Regions from separate parts of the Rattus norvegicus genome. Here region 2 is linked to region 1. Evidence: chromatin contacts called from public HiChIP or PLAC-seq data. All regions are on one chromosome and are shown on one strand. The core of a region is the stretch at or near the end of the contact, and the rest is flanking DNA. Distances in the headings are between cores, read along the strand shown. Region 1 holds the start of Akap10 (A-kinase anchoring protein 10). Region 2 holds the start of Ttc19 (tetratricopeptide repeat domain 19).

Region 1 (7,501 bases), core at 1,701-4,200:
TGGTAGGGAATATTTAATGTTTTGTTTTCCACAGTGGAAATGTTCTGTTTCTAGAGCATCAGAAAACGTGATAAGTACAATAAAAAACAGTGTGATTCATAATATACAGTATTCTTAACTCCGATCTAAGGGGTTTCAGGCACCATTTATTGGTGTTCTATGCTGGGAGAGTGCCTGGATTCCTAAGTGCATCATGTCTTGTGTGTTCAGAAGCAAAAGTGCATAATTGTCATGTGACACAACAGAGCAAGTGTTGGCAGAAATACCTTGGGACTTATCCAACCTTTGAGTTTTAACTTTATTTTTAGTCGATTCGTTTGGTCACCTACAAATAAATGAACCTGTATGTCTGTGTGTGTGTGCAGAGGCCAAACAGAACAGGGCAACAGGTATCCTCATCTACTGCTTTTGAGTTCTACAGTTCTAAGCATATCTTCTGCAGAGTGGAGTCTTACAAAGCAAGTGCAAGTCGTCTGGGGTAGTTGTAACTACAGCAAGACTTCCTGAGATGGGAGTCACGGCTTTACCAACAATCCTCCTTCCTCACTCACTTCCTTTCTCTATCTCTTATTACCATTGAGATCTTAGGTGATTACAAAGAAATCCAGACCACCCTCTATAAACAAGCCATAAGGATGGCAGGGTCACTTGTGGGGTGGTGGTGAGGTGTGTGTGTGTGTGTGTGTGAAGGATTTAGGTGAAGTCTTAATTGTCAAGTGCTAGGAGCACTGGAAGCACATCAGAAGTTCTTAGTAAATGATGATTATAATCATCATTTACTGCTATGTCTAGCTATCTGAGAGATAGTGGAAATAATATGACTTATTCAAGGAACTAACAAAATGAAGCAGTTTTTTTTTTTTTTTAAATATACACTTCTGCAGAAAGGGATGCTAGCAAAAAGAAAAGGCAAAAATTGCTGGTGCAATGCTTTGGTACAAGGCAGTGATTTTTAACACCCCCCCCCCCAATCTGGAGAGGTTTTAAGTTCCCTCTAAATCCCTATCCTTGTCTCCCTTGGCTGGGACTTGCCCCCTTTCCTAATTTCCTATGTTATTGGTTTAGGACACAAAACCTTATCTAATGAATGGTTTGGGGCTTGAGACAGCACTCCTCCCCCATTTCTGGCCATGAGCAGTAAGGCAGCAGACTACCTGTAACTTTTCTGGAGTTCTGTGACAAGCCAGCACCAGTTTGGGGCATAGCTGGGGGCCTATTGCCTCCTGCTTATCTGTAAATGGACTGTAACAATCTATTTCTTACAGAGAATAAAAGTGACTCCAGAATTTCTAGTAGGAGGGACTCAAAGAATCAACCGCATTGGAAATTGAGTTGAAACACTTCCTCAACACCGATCTATGCTTAGTCTGAGAGAATGAGTAAGGATTCAAGAAATCCCAGTGGAGCCAGAGCCCTCCCTTCAACCCCACTGGCATTCCGCTCACTTGAGGGATTTTGCTCACGCATCGGTCTGGTGTTCCTCCTGGCCCGCTCACTAGTTAACAAATACAAAACAGTCTCTGTCAAGATTGGAGCTCCAGAAGAGAAAGGGAAAGGAATCATATAAACACCACCCATTCTCCCTAAGAACAGAGTAGATGATCTAACTGTGGTCCCTTTGCAAGTGTTGTCTGTGCTCCTAATTGCTAAGCCATTCCTTCAGCGCCTTGTTTTGTTTTTAATCTTTTTGAGACAAGGTCTCACCATGGTCTAAAATTCCCTAAGTAAATCAAGCTGGCCTGGAACTCACTTGCTTCTTTCTGCCTTCTAAGTGCATTAAAGGCATTCACCACCAGGATATCTCGCCTAGTTTGTCTTAATATTATTAGACAGGAAAAGGTGTCCAGGGGTGGGCAGTGGGTGTGAATAGGTTGGAGGGTACGCCCAAAGTGTACCTCCAAGTGCACCTCGGTCTCTGCACCAATGACTCTCTCCACCATTACCTCACATGGGACAACCACAGCACTGCTCTCCCTTTCTACTCCAGCTCAGGGTGCCTGACCTGGAAACCTGGGCTTCACTTCAGCAAACCGAATGTGCCTAGTTTCCTCCATACCAAGAGCAAGTTTAAGTACTGTTACTAACCTGGAGGGTTTAGTATGACATCTGTGCACGATGTTTTAAAGAAATTTAGCTATGGTGGTTTTCCATGCTTTAGCAAACAGGCCCAGAAACAAAACTAGCAAATTTATTAACCTGCTCTTATAATACGGTTAAGACATCAGGCTTTATTTAGCTCCTGTTTTAACACATCGAATAATCAGGCGAGTTGCCTCTTCTGGACTTGTTTCTCCTTCTGTCTCATGTAGATTTCATTGATCCAACATAAAAAAACAGCAACTGTGTGCGTCATGAGTTCCTGGTTCGCTTTTGGCAGGAGTTGCAGCTATAGTGACCATCCATCCAGGGCACTAAAGGTGGGTAAGCTTTAAGGAAGCCAGATTTATAGAAAGATGGCATTCGAATAAGAACGGGAAAAAAAAAATCCCCTGTCGAGGCTCAGGTTGCTGGCTCTTTCTGTTTTGAGCATCTGCAGGGATCTCATCTGAAAATGAACCTACTACTCTTTTTCTCCTTCCTTCCTGAGGTCACTTTGAGGGACGAAGCTTCAGCAGATACAAAAGAGCAGATTACTGCCCTCGATTCCTCGTCCTGCTGGCTCGCCTGCATCCCCCGGGGACCAGGCAGGGTAATGCTGCCAATCAGCCTGCGGCATTTAGCAAAATTCCGCGAAAAGGCTGCGTGGCAGTGCTGGCCCAGGCTTTTCGAAGAGGAGGCTCAGTAGATACACGATCACCGGGAGACTTCAGCAGGAAGAGTTGGTTCACCGACGCGAGGACGCCGGGTCACGTGGGCTGGGCGGGCGCGCGCCCCAGCCCCGCGGGAGGAGGTGCGCAGGAGGGGGCGGGGCCGGGGCCTCCCGTGAAGCCCCGCGCGCGGACGGACCGGAACTCTAAGCGGGTGGCTTGTTGATAACATGGCGGCAGCAGCTGCCCGGGCATCCCGAGGAGGCGGCAGCGCCCACACCCGGAAGAAGGGGGTGTTTTCGGACTAGTGCAGCGGCTCCTGCGGACCCGGAAGTCCCGGCCAGCTGCTGAATGAGGGGAGCCGGGCCCTCCCCGCGACACTCCCCCCGCGCCCTCCGCCCCGACCCGGGCCCCGCCATGTCCTTCTTCCGGCGGAAAGGTAGCTGAGGGGTCGCCGGCGGGGGGCGAGCCGGGCCTCGGGCAGTGGTGGGGCGGCAAACCTGCAAGGGTTTCGTCGGGGCGGCCGCAAGGCTCTCGGTGAGCCGCTCGGCCTCCGCGCCGACACCCGCGGTGCGGTGTGCTGCCCGGGACTCCGCAGGGGAGAAGGTGGCCTCCTCAGACGAGGTGGAGGGGCATTGTTGCTTCGGGCCGAAAGTGCTTGCTTAAACCCGTAGAAATTAACACCTGTTTGCTAAAGAAAGGTTTTTCTGGTGTGTTTGGTTTCCAGAGGCTTAGATGTGTGTGTTGTCTGTGTGCACGCGCGCACTGTGGATCAAGATCAAGGAAATCCCTTTACTTATAGGAAGTCTTGACTTTTCCGAACATTGGGGGGCTTATACCTAAAACCACGCGAAACTGTTAATTTCTTCAACTAGCACTATTTTCTAGTTTCCTCTTTTGGGGGGCGGAGGTGGTGAGCGGAAGGGGGCCCACTGTTATTCCTAAAATAAAATTTCTTACTATTGAAGTTCCGTATTCGGAAGACTACTGCTTTTGATGATTTAGCAAGTTTACTAATTATTGGAACCGTTGCTGCTTTTATAAACGAACTACTTAGATTTCAGATGTTCAGTTGTAAAAGCTTGCTTAGAGGCAAGGTGATTTTGATCCTGGAGAGGGTGGTTGTATTTTATTAAACATGCATACACAAATTGATCAATCAAATTTCTTTAGATGGAGATGGTTGTTTCTGTTCATTCTTGCTGCTTCAGAGAAGATATATCAGACTTTTTTAAAAAACGTAACACTAAATCAGACTTGTATTCACATGGTAGCTTTTTCATAAACTCTGTAACCTGAAGCAGCCAGTTAACCCACTTTTTTCCCAGCTGCGAATCAGGTGATTGCTCATAGGACTGAAGCTGCCTTGTCTGTCGATGCTAGGTGATGAATGAATGAAACTGGTAAATGGTAGGAAGCTTTATCAGCAACGTATCTTAATATCTCTGGAGTTATAAACTGCACCTAGTTTGACAGTGTCGGGGTGCTTATATTTTAAGGGGGGGGGTAATTCTAAGTATGGGACTAATTTCAAGTTGCACAACAGACAGTTTGTCTGTTTATTTCACACACACTGTCAAGTGTCCTGTCTGCCAGACACTGTCTTAGGGTGTCATGGAACAGTCATATGGGCATAGTCTCTGTACCTATGAAGTTCATTGATGCTGTAGGCAGACAGTAAATAGGCCAAGAAACTGTGTGTATATACTTACAAACTGAACGATGAAAGTAATTTATGAAGAAAAATCTATTGTGGTTGGATGTGAGAGGAAGGATCAGTATGTAACCTTGAAACGTAAAGCTGGTGGGTCAGTAGTAGGATGTAACTTTAGAGAGGTCAGGAAAGACGCTGGAGGCACCAGGAATAAAGAGCTAGTGGCCTTTAGGAAAGGCAGCTTAGCCGCTGTGACTGAGGCATAGAGAGGCAGGTGGGCAAGCACCACATTATCGGTAGTTTTATCCCAGATCAGAGAGAATATATTATCAGAGAGGTGACCTTACAGTAAAAGAGTGATCTGATTATTTGCTTAGCAAGCTCATTCTGGAGCCAGACAGCTCAGCAAGTAAAGACCCTTGCTGTGGAGCCTAACCATCTGAGTTAGAACCTCAGGACCCACAGCACAATGCTTGGAGGAAAACAGTAAACTCCCATTAAGTTGTCCTCTGACCTCCACATATGTGTTGTGTGGTAGTCCACGCCTACAAAATAAATAAATGTACTTAAGGGAAAAAAGATTATTCCAGATGAGTTTTGGAGACTGAATATGGCAAGAAAAGCTAGAAACAACCTTTTTGGGGGAATTGAGACAGTCTGACTTTGTAGTCCTGACCTTAGCATTCACTGATGAGGTCAGGGAGCCTCGTGTTCTTCCTCTGATTTAGTATTTGGATTACAGGCATGTGTCACCACACCTAACTTCTGAAAACAGTCAAAAAGATCCTCATCAGTTTATTTTTCTTTCTTGATAGAGGTTTATCACATTTCACTTAAAAGAGGGCTGGGGATGGCTCAGTCCTTAAGAGCATATATGAGCATGTATTGTTCTTACATGGGACCTGGGTTTCATTCCCAGAACCTACATGGCAGCTTAGTATCATCTGTAACTCCAGGTCCAGGGAATTCCCTACCCTCCTCTGGCCTCCTTGGGCACTAGGCATACACATGTATAGATGTAGGCAGAAACTCACACACCACAATGAAATGGAAAACACTGTGAGAATTACCTTAGTGTTTTCTCATTACCTGTCTATTGTGTTTTTTCTTTTGTATCTCATTTTGAGATAGGCTCTTTGTGATCTGCTGTCATGAGTTTTGTCTTTTAGTTTTTTTGTATTTCCAAGTCAATATCTTGATATGTAGTCATTACTAGCCTTAGAAGTATAGCAGTGCTGTCTCTGTCTTCTGAGTACAGGGATTGCAGGAATGTAACACAGCCTGGCTCTTCTGTATACATACCCTGGAATGGATGGAACTACAAGATTCTCTTTCATCTTTAAGAATAGCTTCTCTTAGATCGCTGTCATTTTACTCTGCTTTCACACAGAAATGTCACATAGGAATTAGCACTGACTTCTGTATGTATGTTCACCGTGTGTGCCCTTGCTCAAGGAGGCCAGAAGAGAGCATCTGATTCTCTAGAACTGGAGTTAAAGATTGTTGTAAGCTGCCATGTGAGCGCTTGGAAGTTATTGTAACTTAATTCCTTATATTTCTGTTTACCTATTTTCTTATTAATAAATATATTTCTTAGTTTTTACTTACAGACATTGTTGATGATCATTTAAGTAGGTGTCTTCTTATGCAGTTATGCAAGAATATCAATCATCAGGCTGAGATAACAAATGCAAAGTGGTTAGAACAGTTACCCTACCATAGGGATGCTTTTTCTCTTCTCATCTGTGCTGTTTTTTAACTTGCCAGCTTTCTCTTTTGGAATTTTATTGATAGACTAAGTTCCATACTGGGAAGCCAAGATATAGCTCTCAAAACATAAACTATCACACCTGGCCATTTGGCACAGTGCTTCCAAGCAGCTGAATAGATCTTGGCTCTGAAACCCAGAAGACCCAAGCAGAAAGGGGAATGCCTTCTTCAGTACAATGATCACAGCTTTCAAGGACTCATCAAAGCAAAGATCCTGCCTTCATTTGCTGGACCTACAGAAGATACTCAGAAATTGCATTTAGGATGGAGCCCTTTCTGTCTAGAAAAAAAATTTTTTTTAATTCGTTAAATGCGTGTGAGAGTGTGTGTGTGTGTGTGTGTGTGTGTGTGTGTGTGTGTGTGAGAGAGAGAGAGAGAGACAGACACACAGACACACAGACACACAGACACACACACAGACACACACACAGACACACACACAGACACACACACACACAGGGTGGGGGCGTTTCTCTGTGTAGTCCAAGAAATGCTGGAACTTGTCCTATAGACCAAACTAGCCTGGAACTCAGAGACTTAGCTGCCTGTGCCGGAGTGCTAGAATTAAAGGTGTGCGACCTGGGACAAGCAGGAGTGTGTGCTCTTAACTGCTGAGCCATCTTTTCAGCTTTCTCTCCTTAAATACTTTAAATTCTCTACCTCAAGAACACATTGTTTTCCCTCTAAGTCATTTTAAATTTTGTTTTATTCACATGTTGTGCTCCTCTTTACTTGGAGATTTTTGTGTGGGGGGTAGTGGTCTAAGTGGACATGTAAGGAAATCTAAGGAGACTGTGGAGTCAGTTCTCTTAATGTGGGTTCTGAAGATCAAAATCAGGTTAATCAACTTTATACGGCAAACACTTTAAGGATTAAGCCATCTCTCTAGTGTTTGGGATTTATTTTCTATTTCAGAGACAAGATACAGTACATTCATCAAATCTCTTACTCCACCAGTTTTTTATTTTGTTTTTAGACTTACATATGTATATGATTGATTCGCTTACGTGTGTGTGTGTGTGTGTGTGTGTGTGTGTGTGTGTGTGTGTGTGTCTTGGTGCCCTAGAAGGTCAGAAGAGGAAGTTGGATCATCAGGAACTATAGACATGGGTTCTCTGAAAGAGCAGCACATGCCCTTGACCACTAAGCCATCTCAACAGTCCAGTGCACCACTAGCTTTTGAAAGCAGGTGTTATTGTAACATAGATATGTCTGTAATTTTGATAATGTAAACAGAGACCTTTGAGGTAACTTTTTTTTTTTTTTTTTTTTTGGTTCTTTTTTTCGGAGCTGGGGACCTAACCCAGGGCCTTGCGCTTCCTAGGCAAGC
Region 2 (7,501 bases), core at 1,570-4,069, 360 kb before region 1:
TCGATTAAGAAGAAACACACCTGTGCCTTCAGCCACTGTATCTTGGGGACCTTTTAGAGGGAGTAACATACCCTCACATTTAGTTCCCTTGAGGCATCACCAATCAAGACATTACAAAGTGATTGACTTACGTTTTCAAGCTGCCCTCGTATAAAAGCCAAGTTGGCCATCTGAAAGCAAATTATAAATGGCTGTTCAGTTCAGAGTGCTGGTTTACACAGATTTTTAAAACTTTTAAGTGGAAGATTCTCCCGTTTTCACAATCTTTAAAAAAAAAAAATTCAAAACAGAGAAAACGTCACCCGTTAATCTGCTAGACGCAGCAGAGCACGGCAATAGTGAAAGAGGCACACGGTTTATTTTATATATTCTGTTAAAAGCAAACTAGAAACCCAGATCATCACTGAAAAGTACGGAGATGCTCGCTTCTTTATGGTTTGAAATTCTAAGTGACCCTACAGAGGGTACAAAAATTAAACCAAGAGAAACTCAGAAACAAATACCTTCGGGACATCATGAAAGCCAGGCAGATAAAGCTGCTAGATCCCTTTCTCAGCACCCACCCTTCTCAACAGCTCAGACTGGTTAGAGGAGTTACCAAGTCATAAGTGTACGTGATGGCCTTCTTGTTGTCACTCTCATACGCAAGGCGAAGAGCGTCATGCAAAATCAGCTCGGCTGCTTCTGGCTCATCTTTCATGATGCTCAACTAGAGAGAGAGGACAGAGGGAACAGTAAATGAAAGGTAAAGAAAAAGGTGCACTCTACAGAGTAGACACATCACAAAATGTGTGAGGAAATCATTCATTCATTGAATCTCGACTACGTCCAGATACCTCGTCCACTGAGATGACAGGGAGACTAGTTTCCCTTGCCATCTAGGTGTGCTCACAAAACAAGGTTTTAACTAACGGATCAGACAGAAGGAATGCGAGCCATCTTTACTTTCTTTTTCCTCCAGAGACTCCTGACCCACAGAGATCCACCTGCCTCTGCCTCCTGCGTGTGGCAATTAAAGGCTAGTGCCACCACGCCTGGCACCGTGCTTACATGAAAGCTGTTTGCCTTCCATCTACTTCTTCTCTTCCTGAGGATTACAGGGAATCAGGTAGGACAAGTAGGTGTAATCAAAACTCATGAAAAGAGGAAGAAAAACAACACAGAGGAATGACAAAGGAAACCATGTTCAAGAAAATGAGAGTAAAAGGAGGTAAGATGACTGAGGAGTTAACCATGTAACAAAGTGGACGGAAGAATGACCCCAAGAGTCACGGGTAAAGCCCCATAGGCTGAAAAGAATGGTTCTTCAGGAGACAGGCAAGGAGGGTGGAGAGAGGGCGTGCGCTGAATCCCAGCTACTGCCACAGGAGGATGAGACAGCTGGCTTTGATCACTTCCAGTCCTGCAGCCCCTGACAGAGCTTTGTGTTTTCTCAGATACAAGGAGAAGTCACTCAGCTGTCACACAAGAAGGCACTACACTGATTTACATTTTCAAACCATCACTCAGTTTGCTGCATGGACGGCAGTTGGGGCAAGAGAACAGGACCTGTGTGAGAAAATCTAGGAAAATAGAGGGGAAGGGTGGTGGTGGGGGTGATTTGAGAAGTGTTCTGGATTTGACAGCAATTGTGTTCATTACTGTGTAACTGGGAATTATCAACAACACATTTAAGAACCATTATATTTTCCCTTTTTTTTTCTTTTGAGGCAGGGTTTCTCTGTGTAACAGAGTCTTAACTGTCCTGGACTTGCTTTGTAAACCAAGCTGGCCTCAAACACACAGAGATCTGCCTGAGGAACCACTATGGTTTTTTTTTTAGGCTTAATTTTTTAGGGGGTAAAAAGAAGACTGTTAAAGACACATTTTGGGGAAGGAATTTAAGAAAAAGTGCTTAGAGGAGGGCACGCTAAATCTGAGACATAACTAGAGCCTTGCAATAGAGACAGCATGTCAGTGACACACTGCAGTCTGTGAACACAAATTTGGACGTTGTTGGCATTAAGTCGATATCGAACCCGTTGGAAGAAATTAAATAAACCTGGAGGGAATAAAAGGATGTGGAGAAACAGATTTAGACGTGAACCAAGAGGCATAAATGATACTAAATTGCATTTTCGGGACGTCATACATATTCTATGCACAAAATGTTATTTCGGCTTGGATGTTAACTGATTAAAGCCACCCCCGCAAAACATCCTCAATCAATACATTTGGACAAAATAAATAAGGAAACTGTGAGGGTGCCGTCTCCACCTGCACTCACAACTGCAGCGGTTTTGCTGCAGGATTCGCCCTGGACCAGTCTGGATGCATCCCAACTTTCCACCCCGGGCCAATACATCCAGGCCTCGGGAAGCGGAGCGGAGAGCGCGCACGCCCGATCGATCCTCTCACCTTGGCTCGCTTCAGCAGCTGGATGATCTCTGCCTCCGCCTCGTCTGTCGCGTCCTCTCCCGGCTGCTCCTCTGCCGCCGCGGTTCGCGAGAACCAGGCGAGCGCTGCGAGAAGCGGCTCAGAGGTCACCGGGACCGGCCCGTGCCCGCGCCCCCGCCCCCGCCCCCGCCGGGCCGGCCCCGCCCGGAGCGCTCCGCTCACCTGCCAACAGCGGCAGCACTCGGTGCCCCCGCGCCGGCGCGCCTCGGGTCCGCAGCCGCTCCGCGCCCGGACCCGCGTCACCGGCCCGCTCCGGCAGTAGGCGCGCAGTACAGCCCCCGCACCGCCGGCCCGCGGCCCGCAGCAGGGTTCGACCCAGACGCCAGCGAAGCAGCCGGAACATGCCGACGCGTCCTCACAGCTCCACTAGCCGCGGCTGGCCCGGGACGCCCCGCCTGTCCGCATGCGCGATGACGCGTGATGACGTCACGCCGCCTCGCCCCGCCTTCGGCCTGCCGCGCGCAAAGAGTTCGCAGCCCACGGGAAGAGAAGTCGTGCGGCGTGCTATGGCGGTCACGCTCCCGGAGGTCGTGGAGGAGCTCCTGAGCGAGATAGCCGCCGCTGTGCGGGACAGCGCGAGAAGTATGGCCCGCGAACTTTTATTCTTATCCTGTATAGCTCTGTCCCTGAAGCCTGTGCTCGTTAAATCGCTAAACTAGAGGACTTTGAATGACTAGACGTCAGATCCCTGAGTGCGAGCCGGTGTGCGGGAACCCCGGGTACTTGAAGAGAGCCACTGGGTATACCCAAGGAGTGGGCGAGGGCAGGGATGCGGAATGGCAGATGCCTAGACAATTTTGAGTTACTCGGAATCATTATCCACAATCCGTGATGCAAAGCTTAAAAAAAACACTCTTGTTTACTTTGTTTAGTAAACATATTTTACTAAAAACATTCTAGGGATGCAAAACCTTTAAAGAAATCTGCAAGTTGAAAAGTACTTCTTTCCTCTACCTGTAGAGGTCGCCCTATGCCTGTCTCCAACAAAATGACTAAACAAGGATGATCTTTGCTTACCAGCCAGAGTAGGAGGAGCTACCAATGGGGGAAACTAGTAATGAGGATCTACTGCGTAGCTCAGCTAATAGAGGGCTTGTCTAGCATGTATAGAGCTACCGTGGATTCCCCGCCGCCGCCTAAGACTGAGCACATGGCTGTAATCTCCGCACTTGGAAAGTGGAGACAAAAGAAGGGAAAGTTCAAGGTCAACCCTCAGCTACGAAATACTAGGCCAGACTGGGCTACTGGAGACTATCTGAAAAAGGGAGACGGGGATGAGGGGAGAAGGCTTTTGGAGTGTAGACTAGTTAGAAGTACTCTTCCAAAAATAGCCTCTCTAAATGATAGTCAAATTAGAGCTCAAGACTGCTACTGCCCATTCATTGTGCTCTGTGAAAGGGTTGGCGTTACCGCTTTAACAGAACAAGAAAAATAAGCAAACGAATGGTCTCAATTTGGCCTTTTACGTATGTGTAAAAGATTCAGCCAACCAGGTATTCAAACATGTTTTGATTTCTAAAAGTTGTGGGTTGTCAGTCTGTTGTGAGCTCTTGCATGCAGAATTTGACCGCAGATGTTCTGAGATGTTTACAGAACACTTGCTAGAACGGGGCTGTTGGTGGGTTAATACATATGCCAACAACTGAAGGGGACCCCGAGCTCAGAAACAGACTCTTGTGTTTACTTTTTAGTAGGACACTTTTCAATATTGGTTCTGAGTACTCCTTCCTAATCCCTGATCTTCCTTGGTAACCTTGCAGAATATAAGTACAGGTTGCACATATATGGTTTAAACTAGTTGGTACTGAGCTATGTAGGAAGCTTTGATTTCCTTTCCTGGGTTACTTGGTTTCCCTGAATTATAACCATCTTGGCTTACTTAGTTTTCTACATATGTATTTTTACTTGAACTTCAAATTTTTTCACCACTATCATGGGCCTCCACTCAAAATGTTAAGGTAAAAAAAGACATTTTATCAGTTACATTTTCGTAAAGAAATCTGCCTAGAGCCTGCCGACTTGCCTAGTATGGACTCGCTGGTGTCCGGTCGGGCTACTGCTATCTTCCTTCAGTGTTAAAGGCTTGGGAATTCTCTTTTCCCATTTTGGGTCTTGAGTTTAGCATTTCCTACAATTTACTTTCCTCTTGTTTATCCACTTGTGTATTGTTACCTGTCTTAGTTTATGCAGTACGTACTTGAGTAGGTTCCTGACGAAGGCATGAACTGTACTTTTGAGGCTTTGAATGTCTGAAAAAGGTTTTTCTACTCTCACAGTTAAAAGGTATTGTCTCATGTTGGGAAGAACATTTCTTCAGACATCTGAAAACATTGTTCCATAATCATCTAGCATTTTGCATCTAACTCTGGTGCTGAATTTTGTCTGTGGCTTTTTTTCCCCTCTGGGTATTTGAATTGTCCCTAAGTATCCATGGTTGTCCATATTGCCAACGTACAAGTTCCTTTGGCAGGATGGCACGTGATCCAGACTCACCTTCCTTTGTACTCTAACATGCTAGGTAGGTAGAAGACGTCCTGGGTTGCTTAGGGAAAATGAGAGAAGAATGGCATGTTTAGTAGAGACTCAGAATTTTCCAGGGCTGGTAGTACTGGTTTCAGTTTGGTTTTGTTCGGCCTTTTCATAGTCCAGGCTGGCCTTGAGCTCCCTGTGCTCGTGCCTTAGGCTTCCGAGTGTCACAGTTACAGGCACGTACCTGCCTTTCCATTTCTTTTTAAACATTCCATGGGTGTTTTGCCTGCATGTGTATCAGTGTACCATGTGGGTGCAGTGCCCTCCTAGGCCAGAAGATGGCACCAGATCCCCTTGGACTGGAAAGTGAGCCAGCTGTTGGGAGTTGCGGGCAGGGGGAATGAACTGCTGAGCCGTGGCCCCGCCCCTCAGTTCTTATCTCCTCTTAGTTGAGTCCAAAGATGTTGGTCCCACGTGTATGGAGAGCCAGTTATATCTTCTTTATGACCATGATTCTCAAGCTTCTGATAAGATTTTGTTCGAGTTTCATTTTTACTCCTGGATGGATGTATGTCTGCATGTGTCCACGTGTGAGGGAGCCCCAGAGGCCAGAAGAGGCCCTGTGGAGCTTGCAGTACAGAAGTGAAGAGCTACCCAGTATGGGTGCTAGAAACGAAACTCCAGCTGACCGAGAGCGGCCACCTAGCAGGTGCATCATCTCCCCAGCCCCTGGTTTAGTTTTCCACTCTACCATGTGGCTCTATTAACTTACTTCATAGACGTTTGGTTTTTCTTCCTAGTATTCCCGTCATTTGGCTATAGAATGTCCTTTGTTGTCCCTAAGTGATTTGTCTCCTATATTTAACCTTTCTGTCCCTGCCTCAGCTTCTTGGGAACTTCCTTTAACTGTGTCTTTCAGATTTTCTATGTGGTCCGTCTGGAAAGTTACATTCCACTTTTGTGTTTGATCCAGTGTAGTTTAGCTGTTGTTTCCCCTGCCTCTTCATCCTTGGGAACTAACAGTTCTTTAAGTAAGTAAATACTCCTCTTACTGCTGTTTCAGTTGGGAAAGAAGCACACTTGGATATGTAGGTTCTGTGTACATCTTACATGGTGATTTGGAATAGTTGTTATAAGATCTTCATGTTTGCATTCACTGCTCTAACATGATTAACCCTCCTGTTCCCTCCTTACAGTTCCCGACGAGCTTCTCTTATCGTAAGTATGGTTTCTTGTTTGATCTATAACAAAAAAAGCTATACACTTTTAAGAGCCAGATCCTTTCAGTTTATTCCTTGGTTTGTAAAAGTAGAAGAGGGCTGGAGATAAGACTCGCTCCTACTCCAGAGGAACAGAGTCCCATTCAAAAGGCTCATTACCACCTATACCTCAGCTCTGGAGGATCGGGTACAGCTTCTGGCATCTGTGGGCCCTGCAAACACTTGGTGCACAGACCTGCATGTAGCGAACATCTATATACACACACTTTTTTAAAAGTTTAAAATGGGGGGGGGTCAGGGGCACACTTTTAATTACAGCACTTGGAAGGTAGAAGCATGAGGTCTAGGAGTTCAAGGTCATCCTCAGCTACACAAAAGCCTAATATCCCTCTCTGACCTCCATGGGCACCTGAACACACAGTGCACTTACATATACTCAGACGTATGTACTTACACATAAAACAAATCTTTTTAGAAATAAGTTAATGACTAGAAAATAGGAAAATAATAAAAGAGTGCAAATAACCAAAAAACTTTTGGGGGAAATGATTAATATTACTAATAATCATAAAATACAACTTAAAATATAATTTTGTCTATAAAACTAGCAATCCAGGGAAAAAATGCTAACAGGAATATGAAGAAATGGATAAGTAATACCTCGCTAGAGATGTCAATTGGGAGATAGCGTAGTATCTCGGGCTGCTGTGACCAAGGCAACTTATAAAAGAAAACATTTAATTTCTGACCTTCTTATGAGTCCTTGACCAGCATGGCAGCAAGCAGGCAGACGTTCAAGATGCTAGAGAAGCAGCCGAGAGCTTACATCTGATCCACAAGCACAAGTCAGGGAGAGAGAGGTAACTGGGAGTGGCATTGAGAAACGTTGAAGTTCACCTCCAGTGACACACCTCCTCCAAGAAGGTCATACTTCCTAATCATTCCCAAACAGTTCCCCCAACTGTGGATCAAACATTCAAATACAGGAGCCCATGGGGGCCATTCTCAATTCAAACCACGACATCTGGCAATGGCAATATGGCTTTAAAGCATACCTATTCTTTGAGCTGGATATTCTTACAAGAATGTCACCCAAGGAGGTAACTGTGATGTTCGGAAAGGCTTTACAATGAGCAGATTCACCCAGTACTGAGTAGGGCAACACAACAAATTGGAAATAATCTACTTAAAAGTAGTTTAATGAAAGTAAAAATGATTCATTTTTACAATAGAGCTATTTTTATAGCCATCAAAAGTAATAAAAAAAATTTCATGTGTTTGAGAGATGTTTATAGAAGTCATGAAGGAGACAAAGCCATTTTTAAATTAATTGAAGTTAACCGTGGTTATCTCTGATTAAGAGGCTCTTCAGCAAA

What was found. HiChIP or PLAC-seq counts read pairs in DNA pulled down with a chosen protein or histone mark.
Region 2: a contact with region 1 is called in an H3K27ac HiChIP or PLAC-seq map of oligodendrocytes, with 18 times the contacts expected there. The contact joins the promoter of Ttc19 here to the promoter of Akap10 in region 1. A contact is called at or near these places in 1 of 12 Hi-C or Micro-C datasets (psoas muscle) and 1 of 1 datasets of contacts at active chromatin or transcription factors (oligodendrocytes).

The regions. Positions count from the first base shown.
Region 1 is chr10:47,103,602-47,111,102 of GRCr8, reverse strand. Akap10 (A-kinase anchoring protein 10) reads left to right here and starts at 2,950. Exons shown (of 15, transcript NM_001114606.2): 1 at 2,950-3,186. The coding sequence starts at 3,099.
Region 2 is chr10:47,464,361-47,471,861 of GRCr8, reverse strand. Ttc19 (tetratricopeptide repeat domain 19) reads right to left here and starts at 2,819. Exons shown (of 10, transcript NM_001415772.1): 1 at 2,599-2,819; 2 at 2,398-2,501; 3 at 599-709; 4 at 132-170. The coding sequence starts at 2,779. Zswim7 (zinc finger, SWIM-type containing 7) reads left to right here and starts at 2,928. Exons shown (of 5, transcript NM_001163492.1): 1 at 2,928-3,018; 2 at 6,102-6,123. The coding sequence starts at 2,943.